Linked DNA regions of Mus musculus: region 1 is linked to region 2. A link is a contact called in public Hi-C data. All regions are on one chromosome and are shown on one strand. Each heading gives the region's core, a stretch centred on a gene start, on an enhancer-like site or on the middle of the called end of the contact. The rest is flanking DNA. Distances are from core to core; before and after follow the strand shown. Region 1 overlaps Gm34358 (a long non-coding RNA gene). Region 2 has its middle 56 kb from the start of Znrf2.

Region 1 (4,234 bases), core at 396-2,895, 400 kb after region 2:
TAAGATGATGGGCCTTGCAGCGATATATAGAGCTGTGCATGAACACATCCTATGTCCCCCTAACCCCCGCCCCCTTCATTCTCCTCCCAGGCATTAATCTGCCAGATGCTATTTCAGTGACCCCAGGGCTCTGGCACTGGCCATTCTCTCAAAGATACTTCACTAGACACTTCTTTTTAAAAAAGATTACCTCCCATCTTTAAAGAATTATTTATTTATTATATGTAAGTACACTGTAGCTGTCTTCAGACACTCCAGAAGAGGGAGTCAGATCTCCTTATGGATGGTTGTGAGTCACCTTGTGTTTGCTAGGATTTGAACTCAGGACCTTCGGAAGAGCAGTTGGGTGCTCTTACCTGCTGAGCCATCTCACCAGCCCCTCACTGGACACTTCTTGCGCTTCTTTTCCCCTCTCCTTCTTCAAAGGTCACTTCATAGAGACACTCTTCAGCCATACTGGGCACTCCTCACACCTGCTTCCCTCTAGTCCTGTGCATTGTTTTATGGAAGGTCAGCTGCTTTGCTGAGAGAGTCCACTTCCTTTCTATTCCAGGTCTAGACAGTCCACGGCCGCCAGTTGACTAACACAGGGTTGTAGAAGCCTTGAGACATGTCCTTTGCTGTGATGTGGTTCTTGTGATACGGAGCAAATTGGTATTCTAATTATGATTAATGAGATCATGCTTTGACAGCACCAACTCCATCTTGAACTTCTAACAAAAGCTCTAACGGAGCCAAATGGGTGGCTAATAGTCACCCTGACAACTGGCTGACAGCCACATTGGCAACTGTGCATCCATATGTAAATGACACTGTCCGTACCTGGGCCTTTCCCCTGAAATGGACATCCAAGAGCTCAGATAATACTTTCTATGGCTATAAATACAAACACCGTCAGACTGAGTGCCTGACCCGAGACCCTGCCCCAGTGAACTTCTCCATCTCTATCCTTGGCACTATGGCGACACTCCTACCCATAGGAATCACCTTGAAGGGTGGTCTCTTGAGCCACTTTGGCAGTTTCTTTTGTGGGCACAAGCTATTATTTTCCTTGCTAGTGTTCTGTTCTCAGGTGACTTTCTACCACCTGGTTTGTCTGGTATTTTCATCTATTCCTCCTGTTATATGTTTTTGCTTCTTCCGGTTTTATGTGCAGTGTAATAAGCCAGTTCACTTAGAAACAGTCTGCCTGGCCTGGCTCTCATCCAATTAAAGGGCAAAAGGAGCTGTCTCTCTTGGAGAAGATGATACTGTTACTAGATTGGGGAGCAGGCCACTGTACTTGTTGTAGTGTGACAGAAGATTTCAAGGCAGAGTATGTATATAGAATGCCCAGAGCTCCCGCTACCAGGCTGAATAAAGATGGTTCCTCCCACTCCCTTGCCTGTTCTAGGGCAAATCCCCAAAACCTCTTCACTGTTCTGCTTCTAGGAACTGGCAAACCCACAGGACTTGCAACTGCAACAGCAGCTTGTCCTACACCCCTCAACCTACTCGTTGTTGTCCTACTTAAGACCCACCAAGTGTTCCTGTGGTTTTGTTTCTTCTAACAGAGATATTTCACCTGGTTTGTCCCTGGTGTTCAATGCCTGCAAACAATAGGTCTTCTATAGATACCGTGTTTTGTGACTCACCACTTACTATTTATGCAGCAAGTATTGCTGTACCGTGAGGTTTGTGGGAAGCTCTGGCTGGGCTCCAGTATGAGCAGGAGAGAGACAGGAAAGAAGGCTGGTGGGGACCAGCATCGGAAGAGGAAACAGGAGGATGCTGGGCTGAAGCAGCTAAGAGTACAGGGGCCTAGGGTGGATGGTACGCTGAACATTCCTGAAGCTGTGGTCCCACCCCGCCCTGGGGGTAGTCATGAGTAGATGGCTCGTGTGCTCTGTGCCCCAGACAGAGAGGCCAGCAAGGTAGATCCCAGGGGATGCACAATCTTCATCAACAGCACAGACTGACAAGGACCCAGGCTCTGTCTCATGGATACCAGCATGGAGCATCAAGTCTGCATCTTTGTGGCGAACAGGGAAGAGCTCCCCTGGGGGTGGGGTGTATATAGGAAAGACTTCTTCCAGGAAATGTGTGTCCTCGCACAGAGCCCTTCATGGGGCAGGTGGCTTCATTCCTGGTGCCATCGGATCCATTTTGTGGCAAGTTCTTCTTGCTATAAAAGCACAGGACAGTTTTCAGAAAGGTCGCCACCACGATGCTGGTGGTGACGGCAATTAGAGTCCTCCAAAGCAAGAGGGCGTTTTCCTAGAAGGGAGGGAAGGCAGATTCCTACTCCAGAGCTCTGACAGGCCCAGGAATGAAGCCACCTGTCCCAATGAGGGCCCCGTGCCGGGCCCCACACTTCCGGGAAGAAGCTTGTGTTATATCTACCCCAGCCCCAGGGGAGCTCTCCTCTGCTCACCAGGAGAGATGCAAACTCTGGGCTTCAGGCTTCCATGAGGCAGAGCCAGGGTCCCTGCCAGTCTGTCCTTCTGTTGATGAAGATTATATAGGCCCTGGGATCCACCTTGTTGGCCTCTCTGCCCTGGGCACAGAACACACGGGGCACCTAATCTCATCATCTATCCATTCCCATGGCAGCCAGGCACAGATAGGATGGAAACCCAGGCTACCCCTTACTTACCCAAGGCGGGTCTTTATGTTCTCTGAGCTCCAATTTATGCATCTGCAAAATGGAGGGTGTGGTTGGTGGTCTTGGTTGTCAATTTTACTACATCTGGGATTGACTAAAACCCAAGCAACTGGGCATGCCTGTGAGGTGTTTTCTTTATTGGATCATTTAAAGTGGGAAGACCTGTCCTAAATCTGGGCCACGCCTTCTGGTGGGAGCACAATATGAGAGATGGAGGCTTTTGCTTTTTTGCCTGATTGCGTTCACAGTTACTGGAAAGTTTATCTAGCCTGCTGCTAAGTTTTTTTTGTTTTTTTGTTTTTTTAATTTTTAAATTTTTTTTTTACTACGATTAGAAGCTTCATCTTTGGGATTCCAATGTAGACTGAAGACTAGCAGAAATATCTAGCCTCATGAACAGTAGCAACAACTGAATTTATAGCCTTTCCACTGGGAGACAGAAATCACTGGACAAGCTGAGGGTGGACTTTGGGGTTTCAAAAGCCCATGGCATGTTTCTTTCTCTGCCGGCTGCCTTTGGATTGGATGTAAAGCTCTCAGTATCATGTATGCTGTCATGTTCCCCGCTGTGATGGTCATGGACTACCCTCTGAAACTGTAAGCAAGCCCCTAATTAAATGCTTTCTTTTGTAAGTGTGGCTTGGTCCTGGTGTCTCTTTATAACAATAGAACAGTGACTAAGACAAATTTAATCATTCTGTCAGTTCTTTTCTTCTAGAGAACCCTGACTAATAGGCGGGTTATTTTAATTACTCTGCAGTTATTTACTGCGCACCTAGTATGTGTCAGGCCCCGTGTTTGGCTCTCGGAGCACGACCTCACACAGTGACTCTCTATGCACTCATGGAGGGCTCACACAAGCCTTCTAACCACTAATCCCCGCCCTATGCTTGCTATCTGAAGGGCATGGCCTTGGGGAGAAGTGGTCCCCACAGGGGGATCTTGGTAGCTTCTCTTCTGCAAACCTCTCTCTTGAAACAGGGAAGCTGTCAACAAGAGAAGAATGGATACAGAGAATGTGGTATGGTTGGTTGTAGGAAAACAGTGTAACTGGACATAATAATATTACGTAAATTATAGTACTCTCAGAAAGACAAAACATCGTATGTTTTTGCTCATAAGCTATGCTGGTTGGTTTTTGTTAGCTTGAAACAAACTAGAGTTACCTAGGAAAGGAAACCTCATTCGAGGAGTAGCCTCCAATCAGATTAGCCTGTGAGTGTATCTGCTCAACACTGTCTTGTTTGTTGACTGATGTCAGAGGGCAGCCCAGCATGGGCGGTATCACCCCCTAGGCAGGTTGACCTAGGCTGTTTAAGAGTGGAGGGTGAATGTGAGTTTGGAAGCAGCTTTCCTCCAGGTTCCTGCCTCTGCTCTAGTCCGAGTCCCTCTTCTGACTTCGCTCAGTGACCGGCTGTGATCAGGATGTGCAAGCCAAAGGAAACCTTTCTTCCCCAAGTTGTTTTTGGTCAAAATGTTTGTCATAGCAACAGAAGCTTAACTGAAACCTATGAGGTGTCTAGATTTTATATTGGGATGTTGAATTATGTATGAAGATAGAAATGAAACTGTTTAGGAGAACAAAGGGAA
Region 2 (4,189 bases), core at 971-3,470:
ACACCAAGAATTCAGTTTTTGTCCCTTCCATGGGCTGAGTTGTGTCCTTTACAGAGATATGTGAAAGTCTTAACTTCACTTGCAAGTTAAGATAAGTCGATAAGTTAAGATTGTAGATAGATCGGCTAAGATGAAGTCATTTGGAAATAAGGTGAACCTCTAATGCAGTACTAGTATTCTTATTAAACAAACAAACAAACAATAACGACTAAAACATGACAAGACAGAAAGGTCAAAGGCTACAAGCCCAGACCTACTTGGACCTGCTAGACACATCAGAAGCAAGGGGACACAGTGCAAAATGTTCCCACCCAGAGTTTTCATCAAAAACTATGTTGGTATTCTGTCTGGAATGCACCCCCACAGTTATTTGGAAGCAGCCAGGTAGGCCTGGCCCACTATAAAAGGGGCTGCTTGGCCCCTCTTCCCTCTCCTGCCTCTCTATTCTCTCCCTTTCTCCTTGTTCCCCCTCTCTCTCCATTGCCTTCCCCCCCGCCCCCCCCCACACACATGTTCATGGCCAGCCTCTACTTCCCTACTCTCTCCTGCTCTCTGCCTTTCTCTGCCTCTACTACCCTCTTAACTCCCCTCCCCATGCCCTGAATAAACTCTATTTTATACTATACCGTCTTGTGGCTGGTCTCTCAGAGAGAGAGATGCTTTGGCATAGGCCCGCCAAGCCCCTTTCCCCTACACCCGCATAGAACGTATATTATACCCTTTCTCTTTTTGTGATCATAACAAACTAGACTCGCGTCCTCCAACCCCCAGCCTCTAGAAACTCGAGGGAATAGGGTTTTGCCGCTTTGAACCACTCGGCTTATGTTAACTTCTTAGGACAGACTTTTGCAACTGCACTCACTTTGAACAGAGCTGGACCCTAGACAAGAATGAACTATTTGTGACTATGGCTAAAAGAAGTAGCGACTGGGCTGACCAAGAGATGGTTCTGGTTCTGGAACTGCCTGTTCCCTGCAGACATGACTGATGGGTTGTGGTTCTCTTCCCACAGGACCAGGCTTGCAGAACTTCTCAACATCTGTTGTTTCAGGCTGTTGACAAACGCCTGAGACTCCAGTCCCCTTCTATCCATGAATTAACACTTTCTCTCGGTGTTCAATAGCTACCAGGTAGAGTAAACCATTAGAAAATTTACGTGGCAAGAGAAAGAAGTATTCATCAGGAGTGGGAGACGGTTGCTAGGCAAGGGGAAGGTCAAAATGACCTGGGAAAGTATGGTGAGCGCAGGGGAAAACAACATCATGAATAACTAGCCGAAATCTTTGCTCCTGTTGGTTCAGTTAAAAACAAAACTGGTTTTACTTTTAAGGGGAAAAGAAGAGACCTCTGATCTTCAAAGTGTCTGCAGACACAAAGAGTTGGTGCCATGTGCACAGTTAAGGTTGTGTTTTAATTTGCAGCAGGATCCTCCGGGGTGTGTAAAGCCTGTGTTTACTGCAAGCCTGTCAGGCACCTGGTGGGAGTGACTGAGTCAGCTGTTCTCCTGGGTCTGCCTTTCCTATCACTGTTGCTCCACTGACACCAATCTCAAATGAACTTTAAACAAAGAGTCTCCACACTACACCCACTTAGCTTGCCGGCACGTGGCGTCTCCGTTGTCACGTTGCTGTCTGTCCTCAGGTCTTTGGAGTGAGCCGAATCCGACTTTTATCAGCCCTTCTGTCTCCGTGTCTGTCATCTTTGCACCATTCACACTGACTTTTTGTGTTTGCTGCTTTGCCCCTCCTCCCACCTCCTGTCACTTCCTAGCCTCTGTTATTTACATTACATTAACTATGCTAATTAAACAGATGAAACACTTCCTTATTCAGCTTTGACTTCGCAGTTCCTGAAGCTGAGAACTGGCTTTGTTTCCTACAGGTTCTTCTAACACCCAGTTTTGCTGCTGTGGCAGAAAGCAGGAGCACTCCAGATGGAAGCCGCCCCCACCCCCATTCCCCACCCCCACCCCCACCCCCCTTCACTCCAGTCCTCTTACTCTCTTTACCTCCTTTCCCCTTTGAAGATAAAAACACTAAGTGACATTTACTATTTCAAACCATCTTTAAAGGTATCATTCCGGGCCATTAGGCATATTTACAGTGTAACTATTAACATTATCTGTTTCCAGAAATCTTTCATCATCCCAAATAGAAACTCTTGGTTGGCTCCAACACCACATTCTGGCTCCTCTTCGCTGCCTCCTTTGCCCTCTTCCACCACATGTTGCTGCTTTGGCTTGATGTGGTCTGTCCTGACTCAAGCCTCCATTCTAACACAACAGACCTGGCCTCCAGGTTCTCCCAGCATCCCTCAGTCCCTACCTGGCATACCCTGTTCCCAGTCTTGAACTTTCCAGCCTAGGGGTGGGCTGCCCTTCACCCACAGGCTCCTCCCTATATATTCCAGACATTTTGGCCTTCCTCTCCTCCTCTTCCTCTCTCTTCTCTCCTCTCTCTGTTCACAGCCTTTCTCTCTTTCTCATCCCTCTCCTCGCCCCTCTCCCCATGGTGACACCCCTGACCTCAATCCTTGGAGCCAGTGAACTTGCCTGGGAGCAGCTTCCCAACAAACCTGCCTTTAATATAGTCTAATCTGGTTTGAATTGGCTCATTTCACCAGCTTCGGAGAAATTACCTATCCGAAGTGTGCTTCTCTATGGTGTTTTCACACAGCTGTGTGATTACACTTTATTCTTTCCCCTTCCCCACACCCCTTCTCCATGCCAGACCTTACTGGCCCCTCCCTTCTGCTGCTCTGTCACAGGTAATGATCATTTTAAATGGCAATGACCTGAATAAACAGTGCTGCCAGAGACCCAACTATATGTTACACATAAGAATGGAGAAAGATAAAGCATGTTAACAATAATCAAACTTCGAGAATTTCCAACAAGCTGCCTATGGTGACATATGCCTGTACTTGGAAGGCCCAGGGAGGACAATTACTAATTAGAATCTAGGCTGGGCTAGTTTCAGGTGAGCCTGGGCCAGAGCCTGCCTCAAAACAGTCTTCATGCAACTAAAATGGCATATTAGACCCTGCATCTGAGTAAGCGGATTACAAAAATAAGTAAAGGGATTGGTTTGAAAATAACAATATAAATCTCCTTCTTCTAAGAGAAAGGCAGAAATAATCAGAGGTGGGAATTTCTCTTCAGAAGAGGTGGGCCACTGGAGTCCCCAGTTGAGATACAGAGGCCAGGTGACCAACATAAATGGTAGGTGCCAGCACAATGCTCCCATAGGCAGTGCTGTGAAGAGAGATCTGGGTTGTGGGAAAGCCACCAAGGACTGGACAGGCATGCACGGATTGCAAACTGGAGCAGGGTAGGTGCCAGAGTGAAGTCGCAGAAATGTGGCCAGAAAACCTAAAGCCCAGACCTGGAGCTATTTGCCATAGCCCAAACCAGTGCCAGGAGGATGCTGTGGAATCCAGTGTAGGGGCCTGAAGGCCACAGGGATGCTCAGATGGGCAAGCCTTGCGTGTCTCCCCAGAGTCTCCATCACAGAGAGGCTTGAGTGTCAGCAAAATGGCAGAGGCGAGACTGTAACTTGCTGGCAGGCGGTCTCAGATCAGGGAGTTTAGGCAGAAGTGGATATCAGCCAATGGAACCCTCCTCTGATAGGACATGCTGACCTAACTTGTGGGCGGGGAGTTACTAAGCCTAGCACTTCCCCCTGTCCACAGGCACCCCAGGAGACCCATGCAAAGGATGGTCCAAGGGCACAGGAAGCATCCCTGTGTGGAAGAATTGCTAAGGCTCAGTGCCTTCTAACATTACTGCGTATTTTTATTTAACTAAATACTTGGAACTTGGGCCGAGTAAACAACCTTTAGCTGTGAGCTTGTTGAATTTTAGCTGACCCCTGACCACAAAGCCTTCCTGGTGGTATCCTCCTTTTCTAGTTTGCAGTTTTGCTTCTCCATCCTCACTCCTCTGACCTGCCTTCCCATTTGTCCTTTACCCCGAGTACTCGTCTGTCCTCACTTCACTGTTTAGATACCCATACCTTTATCTCTAAAGAAACTGTGACAATCTTCTCCTCTGCACACGTACCCAGGTGCCAGTGTCTCACAACCTTATCAGAGACACAAGTGAAGCCATCAACACCAGTGCCACTGGCAAACCACTGTGTCACTGTTAGCATTTGTCTAAGCTCTGCCCCCACAGTTACTGGCAATAGCC

The links. Hi-C and Micro-C count contacts between places; a contact is called where the count stands out from the background.
Region 1: a Hi-C map of cortical neurons shows a contact between it and region 2, with 2.3 times the contacts expected there. The contact joins two enhancer-like sites. A contact is called at or near these places in 3 of 39 promoter capture datasets (embryonic stem cells and liver), 1 of 484 Hi-C or Micro-C datasets (cortical neurons), 3 of 115 datasets of contacts at active chromatin or transcription factors (embryonic stem cells, pancreatic cancer cells and stem cell-derived neural progenitor cells) and 1 of 9 other capture datasets (embryonic stem cells).

What each region holds. Positions count from the first base shown.
Region 1 is chr6:55,160,001-55,164,234 of GRCm38.p6, forward strand. All of the region lies in intron 1 of Gm34358 (a long non-coding RNA gene), which reads left to right. Among named protein-coding and RNA genes, the nearest start is that of Gm34358, 7.7 kb to the left of the region's middle. Within about 2 kb of position 1,646, at least 17 of the 459 cell types and tissues checked have an H3K27ac peak or open chromatin away from gene starts, as enhancers often do. A contact at or near this core is called in cortical neurons, where this site is marked.
Region 2 is chr6:54,758,536-54,762,724 of GRCm38.p6, forward strand. No RefSeq gene overlaps it. Among named protein-coding and RNA genes, the nearest start is that of Znrf2, 56 kb to the right of the region's middle. Within about 2 kb of position 2,221, at least 141 of the 459 cell types and tissues checked have an H3K27ac peak or open chromatin away from gene starts, as enhancers often do. A contact at or near this core is called in cortical neurons, where this site is marked.